2 separate regions of the Mus musculus genome follow, and region 1 is linked to region 2. The links are chromatin contacts, called in public promoter capture Hi-C maps. All regions are on one chromosome and are shown on one strand. Each heading gives the region's core, a stretch centred on a gene start, on an enhancer-like site or on the middle of the called end of the contact. The rest is flanking DNA. Distances are from core to core; before and after follow the strand shown. Region 1 holds the start of Trim29 (tripartite motif-containing 29). Region 2 overlaps Pou2f3 (POU domain, class 2, transcription factor 3).

The links. Promoter capture Hi-C pulls out the DNA fragments that hold promoters and counts their contacts.
Region 1: a promoter capture Hi-C map of hippocampal neurons shows a contact between it and region 2, with 2.4 times the contacts expected there. The contact joins the promoter of Trim29 here to the enhancer-like site in region 2. A contact is called at or near these places in 12 of 39 promoter capture datasets (the 3T3-L1 cell line, 3T3-L1-derived adipocytes, cranial neural crest and 7 more), 1 of 15 datasets of contacts at CTCF or cohesin (the NIH/3T3 cell line), 9 of 484 Hi-C or Micro-C datasets (the G1E-ER4 cell line, Th2 cells, embryonic cerebral cortex and 6 more), 1 of 115 datasets of contacts at active chromatin or transcription factors (embryonic stem cells) and 3 of 9 other capture datasets (adipose tissue, liver and macrophages).

Annotation. Positions count from the first base shown.
Region 1 is chr9:43,308,817-43,315,158 of GRCm38.p6, reverse strand. Trim29 (tripartite motif-containing 29) reads right to left here and starts at 4,396. Exons shown (of 9, transcript NM_023655.2): 1 at 3,480-4,396. The coding sequence starts at 4,283.
Region 2 is chr9:43,148,538-43,155,796 of GRCm38.p6, reverse strand. The region is part of intron 3 of Pou2f3 (POU domain, class 2, transcription factor 3); the gene reads left to right. Among named protein-coding and RNA genes, the nearest start is that of Tlcd5, 36 kb to the right of the region's middle. Within about 2 kb of position 5,521, at least 32 of the 459 cell types and tissues checked have an H3K27ac peak or open chromatin away from gene starts, as enhancers often do. A contact at or near this core is called in hippocampal neurons, where this site is marked.

The DNA of each region.
Region 1 (6,342 bases), core at 3,147-5,646, 160 kb before region 2:
CCAGCTACACATTAGAATCCCTGTGAACCAGAATGTCTCAGAGCAGAGACTGGGACTCTGTTTTCTAACAGATCACCGAGTGACCCCCACCTGCAGCCTGAAGTTTGGAGGCCCCTAGATTTGATGATCACAAGAAGACTCTTCTAATCCTGCTAGGGAAAAAGGTTTGAAGTAGTAGAGAGAAACCCTCCATCCCGCCCCACCTCAACTCTTCATTCCTAGCCTGTATGAGTCCCTGCATCACTGAGCCTGCCCTCCATCCCTCAGGACTGCTTCATTTGTAATCATGCAAATGCTGAGCCCAACCCTGACCCACCCACGGGAGCTCCTTAGAGACTGGATCACCAACCACCTGCCTGGTTCTCACTTTCCAGTCCTTTAATGGATTCCCCTCTTCATCCAACTGATCATGCCCCCGTCTCACACCTAGACCCTGAAAATGACCAATGAGATTCTAAGCAGCCCAGCTTTTAGTCTGGCTCCTCTTCCTGAACCCCAGCCCCCACCACCTGCTCAAAGAGCTTTCCTCCCCAAATGAGCACAGCAAGAAACCCAAGGACCAGTGGCTGCATTAGCCTGCTACCCTAGTGGCTCAGTCTTGCTCAAAGAATTGGGCAAGAGGATGAGAAATCAAGCCACAAGGCAAAGTAAGAGAACTGAGTCAGATGAGGATATCTAGAATGTGGACTGGTCACTTAGTGTGAGCCCTTTGGGGTAGCACTCCAGTTTGAATGTCAGCAGCATATACCTTCCTATGCCAACGATGTCAACCCAGAGACCAGGTCAAATGCACCTTAAGACAGGGCCACCTGGAGCAGGCAGCTGTAGCTGGAAGGACTCGGAATGGTTAGGGAGGACGATGGATAAATAGGATGCTGATATCCCTCTTCATCTTATCTCCTATCATAGCCTGAGAGAACACAGAGGTATAAGCTGGACCAGTGAGCACCTATGGGACATTGGGACATTGAGAGTAGAGAGGGAAGCACTGAGATTCACTAGAGGAAAGGGCCACTATCATGTGTTACAACACATGATCTTTTCCCAGCACAGTCTGTACTCCAAGTCTGTACATAGGCTGGAGGCCCCGGAGATGAGTGCCCGTGGCCCTGGGTGTCATCTTCAGCTTTGTGCAACTAACCTAGACATTGCCTAATGACCTCACCTGGCCTCACCACCAGGCCTGCAGAGCTGGTTCTGCCTGCTCCCTTGCACAAAGGCATGCAGGAGCTGGTGTTTGAGTTTGGTTCGGAGGCCTTCAGAAGATGCCAGAATTGACACTCTGCTTCACCCCAATCCATCAAACCACCTCCCCTATTCTGGGTCAAAGTCCCCCCAAGTCAGACATCCCATAATAGCCAGCCCCAGACACTGTTTCTGTGCTGTCTCCTGGATGCTCAATCCCACTCCTGTCTGTCTATCCTAGTGTTGCAAGAGCACAGACAGGTGAGTTGTTACCCCACGTTACCCCAAGTTCCCACCATAGCAGCCACTCCAGTATCCCATTCCCTCCCAAGGTGGGTCCAAGGCACAGCTTTCTCCAGCCAGGTTCCATCCTTCCCTTGGGTGTGCCCTCCCTCCATCTGCGGGGTGAACAGGAGACCGAGAGACTGAGAATGCTCCATTAAGCCTGGTATTCTCCCTCTGCAATTCCGTGTTCATGCTTCTGCGTACCTGGGAGGGTGTCCCATCTTGTTTGTATGTCTGAGACTCTGTTTCTTTACCACGCCCTTGGAGTCAAGGACTCTCTGAGCCCTACAGCAGCCCCTGGCTGAGAATAGCAAACTCGGAAGCTCTTGTGTCTCTAGGCTAGAATGCCCACACCTTCCTGCCCTCTGGAATCAGCCCTTCTGCAGATGCTCACAGTGGAACCAAAGTTTGCCCAGAAAAGAGGCCAGCGGTATACCAGGCTTTCGTGGGAGTCGGGACCTGAAACCTTTGCTTTCTGTATCTGCTTTGTCCCCCTTCTCACCCCAGAGTCCTCAGAGACTCTTCTAAAACTCTTGTGAAGACAGAGAAACATGAACACAGTCTAGAGCAGTGGTGTTTGTTTGTTTGTTTGTTAAGATAGAGACTCACCAGAGGGATCTGACCCACGGGTTGAGAACCGCTGGTGTAACCCATGCCTCGGTTTCACATGGAGGGAGCTTAGTCACTGTCTTACATTTCATGACTGGCACCATCTTTACACCAGGCCTGAGACTAGTTCCCAGTGCCTTCCTTCTGTCCTGAATTCCCCAGCACAGTCCCTAAGAATGGCTTCACGCTCCCTCTCTCTTGTCTCCCATCCTGAAGCTAAAGGCCAGGATGGAGCCAGAGGACACTGGTGTCAGAGGACACTGGAGCCAGGGACAGGAGAAGCTGAAGACACCTTTGGGAGCCAAATGAAGCGTCTAGAGAGGATGTCTGAGTCTGTTTCCACCTGCGACTCAGAACCTGCTGCCCGAGGGTAGTGGCAAGCGGCACAGAGTGAGTGACCGGCAAGCATGTGATCACGGAGCTAGGTAAAGAGGAGTCCCTTGGGGTACAAAAGCTGACAAGAAAGTAAAGCCCCTGCCCTGGCCACCAGGAAGGTTTGCCCCTGGGAAGGCCACATGCTACTGGGTGAGTGAGCTCAGGAAGGGACAAGACCAGTGGCCACAGCTGGGCCTTACCCAGAATACCTTCCCCAGGTGCAGCACACCCACAAGTCTCCACTTGCCTTGCCTCTGCTCCTCCCCGTGGAAGTACCGCCTAATTGCACACAGGGAATTCACACAAACACACTTACGTAGCCCATACATAAATAGGGGCAGACACCCACATTCGCAGACACCCGTGTGCGTATAAAACACACATTTACATCCACCCACCCACACATGCTCTCGATCCAATGTTGTCCACCCACAGGCACAGACCTGTCTGCTGGAGCCACACAAACAAAGGGCACAGGGCCCAGCTGAGAGCAGAGGAGGGGATGGGGGTGGGTGGGGTGGGGTGGGGTGACTTCCAGATTAGGGCAGAGCCAGCAGCTGCAGGACTGCAAGTGCAAACCTGGAATCAGAAAAAAAGGGTACTCAGGAGCCCTCAAGTCCCCTCTTAGAGTCTTCCTGCCTTAGTATCACCTGTGAGGACAGGGGGAGGGGAGGGAGAGAGGGAGGGAGAGACAGAGAGAGACAGACAGACAGACAGAGGGAGAGACAGACAGAGGGACAGACAACAGATCAGCCAAGCAGAGAGTTCTGAATCCTTCCGTTCTACACTCCAGCCCGACTTAGGATTCATCTGGTGTGCTTTGCCTAGCGTCTAATCTTCTGTTGGCTCGAACGGGATGTCCCTCTTAAGATCGTTGGAAGTTAGAGTGACCTCTGACCCCCAGGGTGAAGATGAAGAGGAGGAAGAAATGTTTCCTAAAAGCAGAGCACCGTGAAGCCATAAGTCCCCAGTGAGGATCCAAGTGGGAGGGTTAAGGGAAGGCAGCGAGGGGCCTAGCAAGTCACCTCCTTCTCTGCCTTGGCCTCCTCCACCGTCACGGTGCTGTGGTTCTTGTGCTCCTGGAACATGCAGAGATAACAGATGCAGGTCTGGTCGGTCTGACAGAAGAGCTCCATAGTCTTGCCGTGCAAGGGACATTTTCGGGCCTCGAAGTCTCGGATGGGCTCGAGCAGCTGGTGGTCCCGGAAGGCAGCGCCCTCCAGGTGGGGCTTCAGATGCAGCTCACAGAAGGAAGCCTGGCACACCAGGCAGGACTTGACGGCCTTCTGCTTGTTGCCGATGCAGGAGTCGCACAGCACCTCCTCGGAGCCCGACTTTGCCCGCGCCAGGAGGCTGGAGTCAGCCCTGGGGTAGCTATTCCTGCGGACTTCCCCGGGCTCCACGATGGTCACCGTGGGTTTGCGGGGCTCGGAGAAAATGGACTTTCGCAGCTCCCCCTTCTCAGCAAAGGTCACAGGAGGTTTCTTGGAAGCCCCCAACTGGAGCCCCGCATAAGGGGACCTCCTGCCTTCCGCAGAGTCCATACTGAAGTAACTGGAGCCTTTGTCGTCGACAGACTCCACAAACTGGATGATAGGCCTGCGCCACTCATTGCTGGAAAATAGGCCACTCTTCCCCTCCCCTGACTTCAGGGCACTGCCCAGGGTCTTGCCCTCTGTCACCTCCCCACTGTGCCCGTTGGTTGTCTTGGTGTCCTTACTGTCTGCTTTAGTGCCATTCTCTAGGCTGCCGCTGGGACCCGGTGGGCTGCGGGTGTCCCTGGCTTCCGGGCTGGCCCCATTGCTCCTGCAGGCATCGGCACCTTCCATGGTAGGTCACTTGCTAGCCTGTGTCTGCTGGTTGGGGTCTCGTGGCAGGTGGCTTCAGCGGATGTCTCGGGGCACGAAGTGGGGCTGGCAGCCAGAGCCCAGGGACACACCTGTGGGGAGAAGGTGGGGCAGGAGGAGGAGCCATAGGAGGAGCAACCTGACAAAACGGGCCGAGAGAGACAGGCGGGGCAGAGTGGTTAATTACCTGGGCCACGCCTGCACATCCATCCCCAGCCCGGGATTTTAAAGAAGTGTTTTTTATGTCCCAGTTTTATTACTTCCCACCACTGACAACCTGTTAGGCTGCTTCATCAGATGCACTTCTGGCAGGAAGGCAGAGCCTCTGTCCACACAGGTGGGCAGGCTTTGAGGAGGTCATTGCCCCTGGGGGCAGAAGGTGAGGTGTCCGCAGAGGTTCACGGGACAGAAGGCTTCTTAATTGGGTCACACAAGCCAAATCGCCTTGTAATTTGCGGGTTGGACATCAAAAGCAAGTCTCCACCCTAGGACAGCATATTCTGAGGGAAGCTGTGGCCCAGGTCTTGTATGCACAACTGATTCTAACCAATTTGCGACTGATGTCTTGGGTATTTTACGTGTCTGAGCTTATTTAAGCCTCTCTACAATCCTCAGTCTGGCTCTCTCTCTCTCTCTCTCTCTCTCTCTCTCTCTCTCTCTCTCTCTGGTTCTCTCTCTCTCTCTCTGGTTCTCTCTCTCTCTCTCTGGCTCTCTCTCTCTCTCTCTCTCTCGCTCACTCTCTGGCTCTCTCTCTGCCTCTGTCTCTCTCTCTCTGTCTCTGTCTCTTTCTCTCTCTGTCCCCCTCGTGTGTGTGTGTGTGTGTGTGTGTGTGTGTGTGTGTGTGTGTGTGTGTGTACTCATGCCTCTGTATGTGTCTGTCTGTCCAACATCTTGCTCAATTGCACATTCCTTTTTTTGAGGCAGAAGATCTTCCTGAAGCTGGAGCTGGCCATTGGATCTGCTTGTCTCTTTCCTATCAGTGGTACTACAGACACAGGATACCACATCTAGTGTTTACATGGTGCTAGAGAGTGAATCAGGTCTTCATGCTTGCCCGGTGAACATTTCACCCACTGTGATATCTTGGAGGTCATTCCATAGGGCCCGGCCAAGAAGAGAAGGTGTGCAGGTTTTTCTGAGTCATACAAAAAAAACCTACTGTAGAGAAAGGAAAGAATCAATGTCTGGTCTCTGGGGAACACCCCCACCCCCAACCTGGCTGCCTTTGCCACCTGAGTCCCCAGCTGTGCCTTCTGACAGAGATAAAACTTAGGCACTAAGAGGACACTGACTTCAGCCCGTTACAGGCCTGGGATTATAGTCTGGGCCTTTTGAGGTTGTGAAGTTCCTTCTTCTATCCCTGGTTCTTAGAGCCACCTAAATATCTCACTAGAACATAGCTGCTGGAGGTTTTCCTATGCTCATGGCCCTAAGAAGGTGCACATGCAGGTCTTGGGTATCCCCTTAGAACAGACCAGAGCCTGCTTGGGGCCTGTGGGGCAGAGACACAGTGGCAGCGAGGGGGTGAGGGGTGGGGGTGGGGGTCCCTGGAGACCAGACATTTGACTTCCCTTTCTCGACAGGTTTTCTGGTATGAATCAGAAAAACCTACACATCTTCTCTTGGTCGGGCCCTATGGGATAACCTCCAAAATGACACAGTACAGTGTGGGACTCAGCTCTAGAGACATGAGAACTGCCAAGCTCTCTTCCTCCCCCACCCCCTAGCCAAGGACCAGAAGTTCTGTTCTTAGAGGCAACCTGGAAACTGCTCCCCCACAGAGTACAGAACTGCCCCCATTCCCCCTTGGGAATGGATGGATGGATACAGTAGAATGTGGGTGTAGCTGGAGTAGAAGGTTCTGGAGTGTGTGCAGGGGAAGGGTCTCCGTTCCTTCCACTCAAATTCAGGTTAAATCCTGGGAACCCCACCCCTTGACTCAGAAGGCTGGCAGCTAAGCCTTTGTTATCACAGCCCTGGGGAAAAGGCAGACACACTTGGCACACAAAGTAGTTAGAGGTAAGAAGAGATGTGTACTGGA
Region 2 (7,259 bases), core at 4,272-6,771:
GATGGTCGTCATGAGTTTGAGGCCAGCAGGGGCTACATAGTGAGACCTAACCTCAAATGGAAGACAAGACCCTCACCTTTACTATAGGGCTATTCTAAAGGATGAAAATTACCCAGGAATAGCCACTTATTTCATTCAGTGCTCTGACTTTTTTTTAGGACAAGCTTTGAAGTTACTACAAAATACCAGAGAAAATCCCATTCAGATTTTTTGGAACTTATTTTGAAACAGACTTTTACCGCTCAACCCAGGTTACGTTGGAACTAGTGATAGTGGTCTCCCTTCTGGACACAGAACCCCCTCGCTTGGCTTTCACTTTCGTAACCCAGCCACATATACCTATAGTGGTTCAAGGCTCCCAAGACTGTGCAGGGGAAATACGATGGAGCAGCTCACGGCGTGGTACAGAGAAAGGATGGGGAGGGTGGTATGGAGGTGAAGGGTCCAAACTGTCAGTGTGACTGTGCCCTGCCTAGCTGTGTGGCATTGGGCATGTTGTCTATGCTCTCTGAGCTTTAGTTACCAAAGCTGTAAACATATGAGAAGATGGTTTCAAACTTAAGGGCATTGCTGTTGAGAATGATGAGCTGAGTGTGCATGCCTGTGCATGCGTGCTCGTGCACGCACACACACACTAAACAATTAATTTTGAGAAAATTAAACTTACTTTTCTCATTAATTGTTTTTGATGAGACTCCTTGTTAAACTTCTTTTGTTTAGTCTTGAAAATGCTATTAGTCTTCAAGGTGCTTGAAAAATATTGTCTGTCTTTCCCCAGCAGAGATAGCTATCCTGTGGAGTGCTTCATATTCATACATTGGTGCTGCTCACATGCATGTACCCAGAAGGCTGGATACCTGCCCCACCCCCATCAATTTCATATGGAACCCACTTCACCCTACCTACCCCACCCCACCCCAGCTACCAACATCCACAGATCCACAGTAAGATGAAGCCAGTCTGAGCAGAGCTCTCTCCTCCTCCTCCTCCTCCTCCTCCTCCTCCTCCCCCTCCTCCTCCTTCTTCATTTCCTCCTCATAATGCAAGAGGGAAAAACAAATACTATGCTCCAAAAGCTTAAATGTGTATACAAGAGTCAAGGATGGAGACCGCTAGTCCCCTCATCTGTGCTGAACCTCACCCTGAGTTCTAATCCAGAACTCAGTCGGGTGTTTTCTTGGTGCTAAACCTCAGCAGGGCAACAGGGCTGAGTCAGGCTCCTTTCAGTTATTATTGGAGCCAAGTGAGGCAGCAGTATGAATGGCAGAAATATAGGCAGCAGAGCCAACAGAGCACTTCTCATAGCAGGTCACTTCCACTGTCTGGAGTTCTATCTGTAAAGTAAACCCTTCCAGCATGTCCTTCTAGCTCTGATGAAGAAGGAAGAGAAGCCATACTTCCCAAATACCCTCCATGTACCTGGTACACTGTACCCCCCCCCCCACATGTCTTAAAGAGTCTGTAACCCAGTGACTCCATCACACACAGTGAGTCAGGATTATGGAGAAGGGCTTCGGAGTCAGACAGGCTTGGGCTGAAGTTGCAACGCCATTATCTGCCTGCGATGTGACTTTAAACAAGTTTCTTAAGAGCACCAAGCCTCAGTCTTTTCATTTGTTAAATGGGTCCAGTAATAATGAAAACACTCTTGCAAGCCTACTCCTGCTCTCTTTTACATGTGATAAACTTCTTAAGTAGTTTACATCCAGCATCTTTCCCTTCTTTTATGGAGGAATAATCTTGGTCTGAATAAACATTGAGGCTGGAGGTGGTTTACACCTGTAATCCTAGCACTGCAGAGACTGAGGCAGCAGGACTGAGTTAGAGGTAGCCTGAGCTACATAATGAGACCCTGTATCAAGAGGAAGGAAGGGAGCAAAGGAGAGAAGAAGAGAAGAAAAATGAAAGCAAAAAGCTGCTTGTGGTTGCTTATGCACCTGAAAGGCCGCAGCAGGACAATTGCTTCAAATTCCAGGCTAGCCTGATCTACATAAAGAGATCTTGTCTTAAAAGGGAGAAGGAAGACTGAGAGGAAGTAGTAGTTAGATGCTGGAAGCCCAGCCCGGAGTGGTCACTGCACTTGTTTCCCATCTTCCCAGTTCTGATTGGAACAGCGAATTCCTTCCATGATAAGCAGCCCGGGCACCGTGACGACATGCTGCACTCTCTACACTGACTCCCCCAGGAAAACCCACGGAGCTAAGAAATAGTTCTCATAGGATTGTGTTCATCTTTTCCCGCCAGCTCACCTCTTGCCTCATCTAGGGGCAAACAGCCCTCTAGACTCCAGAGACATCCAAAAGCCCCCTGTGGTACCTCTCCTTGACTAAAGATGTGAAGCAACCACTGCCCTCTGGTCTATCAGGGTGGCCACCAAGAGAACCAGGAGACGCTAGCGAAAAGGGGATCAGAGAACCAGGGCAAGCATCCATGTATATAGTTTCAGACAGTGGTGTCCCAGGTGGCTATATAGCAGCGCTCTGCTCACAATTGTCCATGTCCTGGACCACAGGAAACACCAGCTAGAACAGGGCTTCTCTGAGGGCAGAGCCCCCATTCCGTTTAGCACCAGTACTGCAGGGTCCTGTGTCCTGCTGCCGAAGATTCAGGAACATGAAAGAAAAGTCTCTTGCCTTTCTTGAGGAGATGCAGGCAGAACAAGCAGAAAACACCAGACTCTCCTATCAGAAAGCTACTTGGTGGTGGTGGTGATGATGACAATGATGGTGATGATGGTGATGGAGGATGGGAGATTAGATGGGGGTAGAACATGGAATGCCACATCTGTTCATCAGAGGATCTAGGGCAGAGGATAAGGCTCTCACTTGGTTGGTAGAGTGTTTGCTTAGCAGTCAGGAATCCCTGAGTGCCATCCGGAACACCACATACATTTGACAAGGTGGTCCACACTTGCAACTCTAGCACTTAGGAGGCACAAGTAGGAAAATCAGAAATTCAAAGCCATCCTCCATTACCTATCTAGTTTGAGGTCATCCTGGGATATGTGAGACACTGACTTCAAACAGCAATCGAAAAACAGAAATGAAGAATCATTGACCACACTTGTCCATTGCTTTGTTGGGTAGAAGCTTGATTTTCCTCAGGGAGTTGACCCCCATTTGCACAAGAGATGAAGCAGCACGATCAAGCCAGTCCGTTGTAGGTGAGACCAAGGACTGGATAAGGCTGTTTCTGCATGTACTTCCTGGAGGTGTCTAAGTGGACCGGAGATTTGGATTCTGAGGGAGAAGCCAGGAACCCTGGAGAGGAAAGGTCTTCCCAGTAGAATCAGCCGTGTCGAGGGTATGGTTCACGCTAGAACACTTTCATGGAGTGTTTGTGGCTCAGTCCCAGTAACATTAAAAAAAAAAATAGAGGGGTTACTAAAACTCAACCTCAACCCACCTGAATGGGGTGCTTTAAACCGTATTCACTGGAGATGTGTTACCTGCCTGCCCCATGCCTTTACTTGGAATATATTTTTAGAATGTTTTCTTGAGATGCACCTTTGCCAGCTCTTAATAGATAAGCTACAGAACTCTGCCTCACTGCTCAGGAGAAACATAGAAGGAGGAGGGAAAGAGAGAGACAGAGAGACAGAGACAGAGAGAGAGACAGAGACAGAGAGAGACAGAGAGAGAGAGAGAGAGAGACAGAGAGAGAGAAGCACCACCTTGCCTGTAATTGAAGGCAGGTTGGGAGTTGTTCTGCTTTGAAACGCGCCTTCTTGTGAAATGTTTTATGAAACACTTTCCACAAACGAGTTATGCAACCAGAACAACAGCTTTGATCCTTCTCCTCGCCAGTGATGGAGTCATTAGTGCTGGACTGTTTTCCCCTCCAGAGAGGGTCATGTGACTGTGTCCTGTGTCGAGGAGCTAAAGAGAAGGACCCCCAGCCCCACCATGCACCTGTCCATCTGAGGAGGCACAAGTCAATAGCACCGCTTTGCCCATCTCTCCTGATCTACTTCTGGGATGTTTCTGTTTCTTATGTTTTCTGATAGAAGGGGTGATGAGCAGGGTCAAGCGAACATGGCCTTGAGATTTGGGGGTGTCTGGCTACGTATCTTTATATCCACATCTGAAGCTCTCCGGGCTTCTGTGAGTGAAAAGTCTCCACGTTCTCCAGGCCGAGAAGACACCAATGAGGGCAGGAAGGGGCTTCTACCTCCTTAGGAGGGCGCCTTCTGGAAGAAGACTCCTGCTTTCTAAAATAGTAAAGTCAGGGAGTTCACTTGGCTTAGAAAAGATAATCACTCACGATAGCTCTTTACCTCTCTGGTCACTGCCCAAGACTCATTACAATACCTTTGCACAGAGCCGTGGGTGGAGGAGATTCTACACCATCAAACCATCTGCTAGGTAGATGGGATGTTCTGTGCCTGCACCAGGGCAAGTGCGTACTATGGCCCCTGTCCCCGGCGATTAGCCATCCCAGCTTGAGCGCAGAGAGGCCTTTCCACTCAGGTGACAGGAACTGTCAACAAGGCCCTGGAGACCATCTTCACGGTGCTAAGCAGGCTGTGGGTTCAGTTACGTTTCCACAAGTATGAGGGGGAAACTGGGTTTTCGTCCAATTTGCCTGCGGTTCTCATCTTAGAAGTCAACGGGACCCGGTACAGGTTTCTCTATCTCATCTCGCAGACCCACAGCCAACACCCAGTTGCTTGGAAAGGTTCCAGCCTTTTCCACTCGACAGCTGTGAAAAGGGATTTTTTTTTTTTTTGGATTAGTGAGGGCTTTATTTCTTAATTTCATAGCTTTCTCAGCACCTGAGAGTGTCCCAAAAACCATGCTGGAGGCAGTACATTGGAGTGCACCTTCTCCCTGTGCCCTGCAATGCTTGTTTTTGTTTTTTTAAACCAAGGGACATCTTAGCCCACAAGCTGAGGCTCTGGAAGAAGTGTTCCTGTGTTTTTGTTTGTTTCTTTGTTTGTTTTTCAGGACAGGGTTTCTCTGTGTAGCCCTGGCTGTCCTGGAACTCACTCAGTAAACCAGGCCGTCATTGAACACGGGGATATGACTGTCTCTGCCTCCCTACTGGGACTAAAGTCTTGCACACCATCACCTGGCCTCCTGCGTTGTTTTCTTTGTTCAGGCTGTCTTCTTTGGGGGTTACTCTCAGCACTTCTTACCCAAGGGGTTGGGGGAGGGGGGAGGGAATTGTGAGAAAATGAATGACTAAAAAGACTGATGAGTGGAAAACGAGACAAATTAATCTCCGAAGAGAAACATAAGTTACCAAGACGCTCCAGCCTGCACCTTAAGGAGGTCTCTACCATCAGGCATTCTGTTTGCCGAACTGGGAGGGTGGGTGTGGCCCCCTCCAGAAGAGTGTCGGGGCATCGATCTTTGAGGCAGATGAAAGGGTGCGTTTTCTTTTATGGTGGTACTGGTTTCTGAACTTCAGCACAGCAGGAAGACCTGGCAGCGATCCTAACAGATAGCACCCAGGTTGGAGGCAGAGCGCATGCTTCCGAGCTCTGTCATAGCTACACCCCCTTATCTCTCTCCGCGGAGCATAATGAGCCTGGAAAGGAACCCAACACTTGCCTTGGAGCTGGAACTATGCCAGGCTGCTTGGGATGGCTCTAACCAGTGTGATTTCTCTCCCACCTCCACGTTCGCATGCTCTCCTCTGTCCCTCTCCTTCCCTCCTGCCTCCCTGAGCCTCTCTAGGATGGGGATACCTGAGGGCAGAAAAAGAACAGAAAGCCAAGAACCCAGAGGTATGGCAGAAAGATGGTCAAAATAGCTTTTGGAGCAGATTTGTTTTGGTGGAGGTGGTTTTGGAAGAAGAAACCATTGATTATCTAGTTTTAAAAAACCTGCTAACAAGTGTCTCAGTGGAATCTAGGTTGTTTAGACCCTCAGGACTGTGGACTGAAGCCGGGTATCAGCACTCCTGAGACGGATGGGCAGAGCTAAGGAGGCCTAGGGAGGGAACTCTAGAGACCAACCCATCTGCTGTGTCTTTTGAATTCTTAGAGTTCTCTCTGTTACCATTAGTACTATCATTTCTTTTCCTTACTTCGCTTTGCTTCAAGCTTCTAGAAGATCTCTCTGTGTGTGGGCAGTGACTTTGCAAAGTATGCTGGGAAAGCCAGCCTCTTACCAATCCATCTGTCTGTGGCTTCTCTGGGGGATCTCTTGGTAATCACTGGTCTACCACATCTACCATCTGTGCGTGTGACTAGAGTTGGCTTTTTCTGCCAGAGGGATAAGAACCACATAAGAACACCTAACAGGTGGCCTATCCATCAAGATCACATGGAAAGTTAGAGACTGAGTTAGGATGAGAAACAGGGTCCGCCTTGCTCACTGTCCTGTGTTTTCCTTACTGCCTCATCAGATCTTGTAGGTCAGAGGAAGGCATTGGGTCCCCTGTAGCTGGAGTTGCAGGCTGTTATGAGCCACCTGAAGTGGGTCCTGGTTATCAGGAATAACAGCAAATGCTGCTAATCAATGACTTATCCCTCCAACCCCATTGTTGTCTTTTAATCAATTAATGTTCTTCAGGTTCCCACTATTTAGCTCCTTCCTGTCAGTCAATGAGAATCCTTTCCCTGGTGATCAACGTTCATTTTCCACAGGGACTCAGCACAGGTTCAGATGTTAATCTCAGTTTGTTTGTTTGTTTATCTAGCTTTGTGGTTTGTTTTTGGGGGGTAGGTTTCCCCAATGTGGCCCAGGCAGTCCTTATACTGGAGACCTTCCTTCCTGCCTGGTCCTCTAGCAGTAGCGTGCACCACCTTGTCTAGCTCATACTCTCAACTCTTTGCTTGGGTCAGGCAAATACCCAACAGGAAGGATTCCTGTGTGCTTCGTGGAAGGGTGGTAGAGATGGAAGAACTGGAAACCACCAAGGGTCTCTCAGGCTCTTGTAAGGAAGGCATTCCTCTGCTTGTAGAGAGACTGCCACCCTGTCACCAAAATCATGCTGACCCAGAGGGCTTCAGCAGATGTAGCTTAGCGCTAAGAAGGTAGACAAAAGAGATGAATGGACAGAGTCCCCTGACAGGCAGTTTCCAGGCTTGCAAGCTTCATTGATGGCAATCCATACATTTAGAGAGTTTTAAAGATACTATTTAGATACACAGTCACCTCAGAAAGGAAATTCTGATAGCCCAGTGCAGTAGAAAAGCAAAGGATCTACAAACATTTATCCTAGTAAGCGTTCTTTCGTCTGGTTGGTTGGTTGGTTGGTTGGTTTTGTGTGCAGCCCAGGCTGAGTTCAGACATGATCCCCCTCCCTCA